Linked DNA regions of Mus musculus: region 1 is linked to region 2. Evidence: chromatin contacts called from public HiChIP or PLAC-seq data. All regions are on one chromosome and are shown on one strand. Each heading gives the region's core, a stretch centred on a gene start, on an enhancer-like site or on the middle of the called end of the contact. The rest is flanking DNA. Distances are from core to core; before and after follow the strand shown.

The links. HiChIP or PLAC-seq counts read pairs in DNA pulled down with a chosen protein or histone mark.
Region 1: a contact with region 2 is called in an H3K27ac HiChIP or PLAC-seq map of SST interneurons, with 6 times the contacts expected there. The contact joins two enhancer-like sites. A contact is called at or near these places in 2 of 15 datasets of contacts at CTCF or cohesin (the NIH/3T3 cell line and pro-B cells), 15 of 484 Hi-C or Micro-C datasets (the AML12 cell line, B cells, the BV-2 cell line and 11 more), 5 of 115 datasets of contacts at active chromatin or transcription factors (SST interneurons, bone marrow-derived dendritic cells, embryonic stem cells and 2 more) and 1 of 9 other capture datasets (embryonic stem cells).

Annotation. Positions count from the first base shown.
Region 1 is chr12:70,750,264-70,754,300 of GRCm38.p6, reverse strand. No RefSeq gene overlaps it. Among named protein-coding and RNA genes, the nearest start is that of Gm51973, 5.5 kb to the right of the region's middle. Within about 2 kb of position 1,535, at least 79 of the 459 cell types and tissues checked have an H3K27ac peak or open chromatin away from gene starts, as enhancers often do. A contact at or near this core is called in SST interneurons, where this site is marked.
Region 2 is chr12:70,496,222-70,500,232 of GRCm38.p6, reverse strand. No RefSeq gene overlaps it. Among named protein-coding and RNA genes, the nearest start is that of Gm32219, 37 kb to the left of the region's middle. Within about 2 kb of position 1,947, at least 11 of the 459 cell types and tissues checked have an H3K27ac peak or open chromatin away from gene starts, as enhancers often do. A contact at or near this core is called in SST interneurons, where this site is marked.

The DNA of each region.
Region 1 (4,037 bases), core at 286-2,785, 250 kb before region 2:
GAGTGGGAGTGAGAGCTTCTGGAGAGGAAAGAACTTCCCTGGTCAGAGAAAGATGAAGTGGGGACATGGTCCTGCCTTCTGAACATTTGCACGGCATACCACCCAAGATGGCCTGATTTGCCATTGGGACAATCTCATCCCCAGAGCCTAGGTACCTGATCTTTCAGGGCCTTGGAAGGCAGGGAGGGCTCAGCAGATGGTGGGAACAGAGTCACTGAAGGACAAAAGGGACAAACAAGAGATAAAGGTCATGAGGTGTTCACTCATGGGGACCTAAATGGGAGTTCTATCGCCAAAGGAAGGTCTTATATGTATTCTATGATACACTTCTTTTAAATGATTTATTTATTCTTACTTTGTGTGCATTGGTGTTTTGCTTGCACGTTTCTCTCTGTATGAAGGTATTGGATCCCCTGGAGTTGGAGTTATAAACCATTTTGAACTGCCATATGGGTGCTGGGAATTGAACCTGGGTTCTTTGGAAGAACAGACAGTATTCATAGTCATTAAGCTATCTCTCTAGCCCTAGAATTTAAAAAAAACATTATTATTTTTTAAAGCATTCTGACTTAAGAGAAAGGACAGGGCTTGCTTGAAATAAGCCTGAGGAGTTTTCAGTCAGCATGCAGTTCCACAGCCAACCACATTACACTCAATGTCTCCTGGAAGCTTCTCCAGACTTCTCTACTGTCTCCTGCTCTCTTAGGGCAGTGTTTCTTACCCTGTGGGTCTTGATACCTTTATGGGTTAAAGGACTCTTTCACAGGGGTCGCCAAAGGCCCTGGGAAAACGCAGAGATTTACATTACGATTCATAACAGTAGCAAAGTTACAGTTATGAAGTAGCAACAAAACCAATTTTATGGTTGGGGGGAGGGGTCACCACAGCATGAGGGACTGTATTAAAGGGTCGCAGCACTAGGAAGGTTGAGAACCACTATCCTAGGGCATCTGAGAGATACAAGCATGAGATCCCAGCCCAGGTCCTTCCCTTCCCATTCATACAAGGCTGCCTGTCTGGGCTACAGCATTTGGAGCAACTCAGAAGCAGGGGAGTGATGATTCTAGAACCTTCTTTGATGATCTCATGTCTTGTTTTGTGTTTCCAGGTGCCTAGTGCCTTCACTTCTGCGTTCCTCATTCCCAGATCCTCTTTCTGTGTGCTGGTTGACTGGGTAGGGAGGTCCTGATCTCTGCTCTGGTTTTTAAACTGTTGTGACTCCCTCTATCTCAGCCCAGCCTCCCCAGCAACCCCCTCCTCCCCGCAGACTACAGGCCCAGGATGGACTGTCTCACTCTGGCTCAGGACCACAATCAGTGGCTGCCAGAAGCCGGTGCTGACACGGGTCTTTGCTCTATGTTGGTCTCCTTAGAGAATGTGCCCCAATACCCAGACTGTCTAAATCAAGGTGGCTTTTGCTGCCCTTGGAAACATTTACTGACTGGTTTGTGAAGATGCAGGACAGGGCATGTGCAGGAGGAGTCCATGCTGGTTGTAGGGAGGGAGAGGAGTGGGGGATGGGCAGGGGAGACCAGCGTTCTAGGCATCTGGAAATGAAAAATGAGGCAAAGACGGAGCTGATTCTAAAGTACCGCTGAAGCGCTGCAGTTTGGGCAGCTGAATCCCATTAAGAAATCATGAGGCTGCTTTGTGTTCCTGCCGATGTGATGGAGAGGAAAAAATAATCTCAGAGGGCTTCGCAAAGAAAACATTTTCTGAGCAGAAGGCTTAAAGTTCCTCAAAACTCAGAGTGGAAACAGCTTGCTACGCACCCAGCAAGCCCAGGAAGGAATCTAGCCTGTTCTTAAAGGGCCTAGCCCCAGGAGGCTCGCAGAAGGAAATTCCAGGGCCTGGGCAGAGCACCTGCAGGGGAAGCTGGAGTCAGGTGGGCCCCTCCGGAAGGCAGCCCAAGAAGGCCAGGATGCCCGAGCAGACAAAGCCACCTTTATATTCACAGCCCTCTTTCACAAAGACATTGCATACGGACAGATAAGGTAGAGGTTGCCTTTTTCCTTACTCCTGCCCTTAGGCTGTGTCTAGACTTAGTTAACCAAGTTAAGCCATATTCTAAAATGATGTCACACAGGCAATTGAATCTTTAAAGAAATTCAAACATAAGCCACCCCAAGGACTAAAACCGAAGCAGTATATCTATTCTTGGCAGCCTTTGTGATTGACCGGTGGAATGGTGGAACCTTGTTTCTATGGCCAGGAGAGATTGTTTTTTGTTGTTGTTGTTGTTTTTTGTTTTTTTGTTTTTTAGGCCGTGTACTGTGATTTTTTTTTTTAAAGGTCAAATTGGTCTGCCATAAAATAAAAGCAGCATGCTTGCGTTGTATTTTAAAAGTATAAAATGCACATGCATCTAAAAATTATGGTCTTTAAACCAAGGGTGTTTTAAAGGGTCTGGAGATTTATTATCTAATTTTGAATGTACCCAGAGTACAACTGAAGAAGGAACCAAACTGTACGGTGTGTGTGTTGGGGAGGGAGCATCCACTTGTGCTATTTAGAGCAGATGTGAAGGCTGATGGAGAGAACTCACTCAGATGGTGTGTTCTTGAACTTTCAGCAAAGGTAGCTTTTTAAAAACTTTAATTAATTAATTGGGTTTTTTGTTTGTTTGTGTGTGTGTGTTGTTGCTGTTGTTTTTGAGATTGGGTTTCTCTGTGTAGGCCTAGGTATCCTGGAACTGGCTTTGTAGATCAGACTGGCCTAGAACTCACAGACTTGCCTATCTCTTAAAGGCACATGCTAGCACTTTCCAGCAGGGTTGATTGCTTGCTCTCTCTCTCTCCCTCCCTTCTTCCTTCCTTCCCTCCCTCCCTCCCTTCCTTTCTTTTTTTAAAGCAAAGGCTTATCAAATTGTGAGCTCTCTGACTCCAGAGTGCTGGGACTACAGGCTAATAGGCATGAGCCCACTATACCTGGCACAAAGGGCCTGTTCAAGAGTGTGGCTCTTCATGAAGAAACCAGTAATTCACACAGGGGTGGCTAATGATTCAACCTGTCACCTGTTAGCTGGAAGACATGCTTTAATGTCCAACATTTTAAAAAGTAGGTTGAACATGACAACGGCTTGATGAGAGACAACCCGGCCTGTGTTCTGATACATACACGCTGGCTCTGGTGTTTAAGAGTAGTCTGGTCTTGGCAGGTGTCCATCTGCCTCCTCCTTGCCTCCTTTGAGGTAAAGGTACTTGGTATTTGGCACTTAATAACGTGTGCCTGGTGCTACAGACATTGGAATTGTCTTCATTATTATGACTTGAGCACAAAAGGCCAGCATGAGGCTGGTCTGCTCCGTCTAGCACCTCCTTGGGGATTCAGTCCCTGGCAGAATTGTACAGCCAGTTCCTCGCACAATTCTCCCATTCCATTCACTGGCTTCCCATCAGGCTTTGCTGCTATTTACTTTCTTGGAAGCTACTAGAGAAGGGGAGTGAGTTGCTGAGGGATGACTGCATCCCTGGACTGTCTAATTTACCATAGCATATTTCCTCTGTCCTCTGTCACCTTCTCTCAGTCTCCTTTGTCTGACTGGCAAGAGTGGTAGAGGTTCAGCAGGATGCTGGCCTTATAGCCCAGGGGCCTCCTCAGAATACTGGTACTCACCGGACCCTCTTCTGGAACACCTCTCTCCTTCAGTGCGTGGCTGGTTATAGCACAATAAGGATGTCTTCTAAAGACTCCAACACATTAAGCACCTGGGGTTTAAATGACTCACAATCCTTGTCTCCTGTGTCTGTCTGGGCTGGAGCCCTAGCCACAGCAGAGCTACACCAGAAAGGACAAGGGAACTGATCTCATCCACAATAAGACGTCTATACCATTCCCTTCTCTTAGATGCTTTTGCGATATGTGTGGGTGGGTAGGTGGATTGACCATAAAAGAATCATATAACTGAAGAATATGAACAAAATTACTCTTCTCTCTCTCTCCAAGAATTGTCTGTGAAATTGCAGACAGGTCTGTGAGCTGTTCCATTAAAATAGAACAAAAGGACCAGCTTTAAGCATTAAGCTCCATTGATGGGA
Region 2 (4,011 bases), core at 698-3,197:
GGAGACCTTCTTCAGGGCCACCAGTCTTGTCCTAGCAGCCTTCAGAAGAAGATGTAGAACTCTCAGCTCCTCCTGCACCATGCCTGCCTGAATGCTGCCACACTCCCACCTTGATGATAGTAGACTGAACCTCTGAACCTGTAGGCCAGCTCCCAATTAAATGTTAACAAGAGTTAACATTGGTCATGGTGTCTGTTCATAGCAGTAAAACCCTAACTACGACAACTGTGGATATCATATGTGTGTATGCACGTGTCACACCGTTGAAATGATGTTATCATTGACAGACCCCTTGGGAGTTTCTGGGTTTTCTGATTTACAGGAATGCTTACCTATTGCTCTTGAATATTCTCCTTTAGCCCTTCCAAATCCATTCTTCCACCCTGCTCTGTCCTATTTTGTGTACTGCAAATATGATCTCAGCAGACCGAACCACCCAGGGTCTCTTATATGTCTATGCATGCATATTGACAGAAGGGATGGAACTATGAGCACAGCTTAAATCTTCAGATTTAAGAGAGCTGATGGTGGTGATGATACTGGGAAGATTACCTAATGGCTAGTGTTAACCTTCCACTTGACAGAATGTAGAATCACCTGAGAGATGAACCTCTAGACGTGCTCCGTGGTACTTCATCTTGACTGTGTTCACTGAATGGGAAGGTTTGCCTACTGTGGGCGGCACCATTCCCTGCATAGGATCCTGTACTATATACATGGAGGAAAGGAGCTGACCGTTTCTTCACTCTCTGTTCATACATTCCTCTGTTTCCTGATGGTGGGAACCATAGTGGATACCATAGTGAGTCTGATGTGAGCAGCTACTTCAGGCTCTGGGTCCTTGACTCCCATGCTGGGATGAACTGTACCCTTGAACTGTGAGCCAGAATGAACCTTTTCTCCTTTAAGTTGCTTTTGTCAGGGCATTTAATGACAGCCCCAGGAAAAGAAACTAAGATGGTAAGAAAACAAAAGGTTAGGATAAGATGAAAAGAATTTACATTAAAAATGTTATGATGAACAAAAGAAATTGGATACAAAATCATTATATATCACCATTTGTTTGCAATTCTAGATAGTGCAAATTGATGTGTAGGGACAGAAAGCAGATCCTTGTTGCCTGGGGCCAGGGATGAGAGGCTAGCCCCTGTAGGCATGAGGAAACATATTGCAGACATTAGTAAAATCTTACTGGTGACCAAACTGCCTTCACCTAAATGGATATAGTTCACTGTGGGTAAATTATGCCCTACTAAAATCTGTGTTACAAACATTAAGAACTGAGATCCATCCCCCTAGAATCTACACTAAGAAAAAAAAGTTGGATGTGGTGGCATGTACTTATAACCCTAGCATTAAAGAAGAAAATGGAGACAGGCAGATGCCTGGGGCTCTCTGACTAGCCAGTCTATCTATCCTACGTGACAAACTCCAAGGAAGTAAGAGATCCTATCTCAAAAGAAGAAGGCGGACAGCGCCTGAGGAATGAAAGCTGACGTCCTCTGGCCTACCCCCTCACACACACACACATATTCATGCATGCACCAATACACAGACACACACACATGCACGCACACATGTATGCAATCTCCACAGTGTAACCTGGAAGGAACTATCTATCATGGAGTTATTTGCTTAACTTGATGAGCACATGATGAGGGCCAGAAAGTGCCTCTCTCTGCCTGGCTCGCAGATGCTTGCCTGCCATTTTACAAGCAGCAATGAGAGACTAAATGAGCAGAAGAAGGTTCCTGAGGACAGACATGGCTTATCCAGAAATGCTAATCTTGTTGATGACATGGCTCTTCACAGAAATAAGGCCCAGGAGTACTGAGAGAAAGGAGAGGAAACCAAGCAAATGTCTCTGGGATCCAGTGGGGATCTCATTAAAGCAGGGATAGCTTTCTGCAGTAGACTGTGGAGTTATACGGCTTAGATGAGGAGGGAGGCCGCTGTGCCGCTGCACTGAGAGATGCTTGCAAGCCTGTTCAGTTTTGATTCCTTTATAAACTGAAGCTCATAATAGCATTCAAATGGAAAATTTGAAGACTCCAACTGCTCCTGAGAAATGCTTCCAAAGGCAGGAGAGCCAATAGCTATAGATTCAGACATTAAAATGTGTTTGAATCATTAGCTCTGTGCTAATTGTTTGAGAAATCTAAAACAACACAATTAATTCCCTCAGTTTATGGAGCTAAACAGTCTGTCCTCTGCCTGCTGGTCCAGCAGATCTCAGGCTGGCTTCACCCTGGGTGTACCCACAGAAATTTTATGAGGTGTAGACTCCTGACCTGACCCTTAGCCCAATGGTTCTCAACCTTCCTAATGCTACGACCCTTTAATACAATTCCTCATGTTGTGGTGACTGCCCTCCCCACTCCAACCATAAAATTATTTCCACTGCTACTTCATAGTTGTGATTTTGCTACTGATATGAATTGCAATGTAAATATTTTTGGAGATAGAGGTTTGCCAAAGGGATGGTGACCCCCAAGTTGAGAACCCCTGCTTTAGCTTGTGCCTCCAGAGACCTGGATGCTAACTAAGCCTCACTAAGCTAATTCCATGCAGCTTAAAGCGTCTCAGAGCACCGGAGCAGAAATGCGGGAGAAGGAAACAGCATACAGACATCTCAGTCTGTGTGTGTGTGTGGGGGGGGGGGGGGGGGAAGGGGTCTAAAGCAGCAGTGTCGCAGAGTAGAACAAAGTTCAGAGCAGGGGCGGGGAAGGGGTGGGGGATACTTATGAAGCTACTAATCTGGAGCCATGGAAGGCTGAGGGGGGGCTTGGCAGGCAGGGAGGACTATTGAGGTCGTGGCACAGCATGATCTACCAGATAGAAAGGGGTGCGCTAGAGGCAACGGGAAGGCAAGAGCAGACGCAGGTCCTTGGACACGGAGAAATGCTGGTATTTCATTCAGTGCCCAGCGGGAAGGCCGTAGGGTTGGGGTAGGAGATCCCATCCGAGTCTCACACTTTTAAAGGTTCTGTGTCTCCTGAATGGAGTGTGTGCCCTATGAAGTGTAAGGGTAGACAAGTATCAGGGTGTAACAAATTCACCCCAGAGCTCCAAACTTGCCTAGATCTGCTCTTGCTCACTAGCCCCTCCACAGTCCAGGGAGACAGATAGGTCGGGGGAGAGCCTTCTTGCTAACAGAGTTCAAATCTGCCCCTTGGGGGAAATTTGCGTAATCTACAGTTTTATTACCAGCTCTGTCCCTAGCGATGAGGATTTAGGAGGAAAGAGCCCTCAAAACCACACGGGGTCTCTGACCACTTTGCTCCTGGTCCTCAGTGGTATCGTTAGGGGAGGCAGCTGAGACTGCAGCTGGTAGACATTATTGTCTCTCCCTCCCTTTCAGATGCATGGGTCCCCGGTGGCTCTCCGACTGCCTCCCTCCCTCCTTTCAGCCCTCACTGGCTTTATAGGCCCCAGTGCCTCTAGACCCTTGTGTCAGCAGGCCCACGGGGGTACTCTGACTCTCAACCCCGTGTTTTTATATCCTGAGAGAAAAGATGAAGGTAGAGGGACACGGTTGTACTGTCATTCTCTCAGACATCTCTAGCTCACCCTCCAGGGTGGCCAAGTTTTTAGAAAACTTAAAACTCCAGCAAAAGCCACGTGTGGTGCGTGGTATACGCCTTTAATCCAAGCACATGGGAGGCAGAGATAGTTGGATTTCTGTGAGTTCAAGATCAGCCTGATTAGCAAAGTGAGTTCCAGGTCAGTCAAAGCTATATAGAGTGAGACACTATTTTAAAAACAAACAATAGCAAAAAATAAAATACATACAAACTATGTAATTGTCAAATAAGAAAATTAATCAATAAAAAGAAAACTAAATTTAAAGAAAAAATCTAGTGAGAAAGACAGCAGATGGACATTTGGGAGCCAGCAGTATACAGATGGTGGCTTAGTGTAGGGCAGATAGAATAAGACATTCTCTCCTGGACTGTGGACAGTGCACCAGAGGCCAAAGTCTCCGTGGGTCAACTCTTACGAGGACAAATG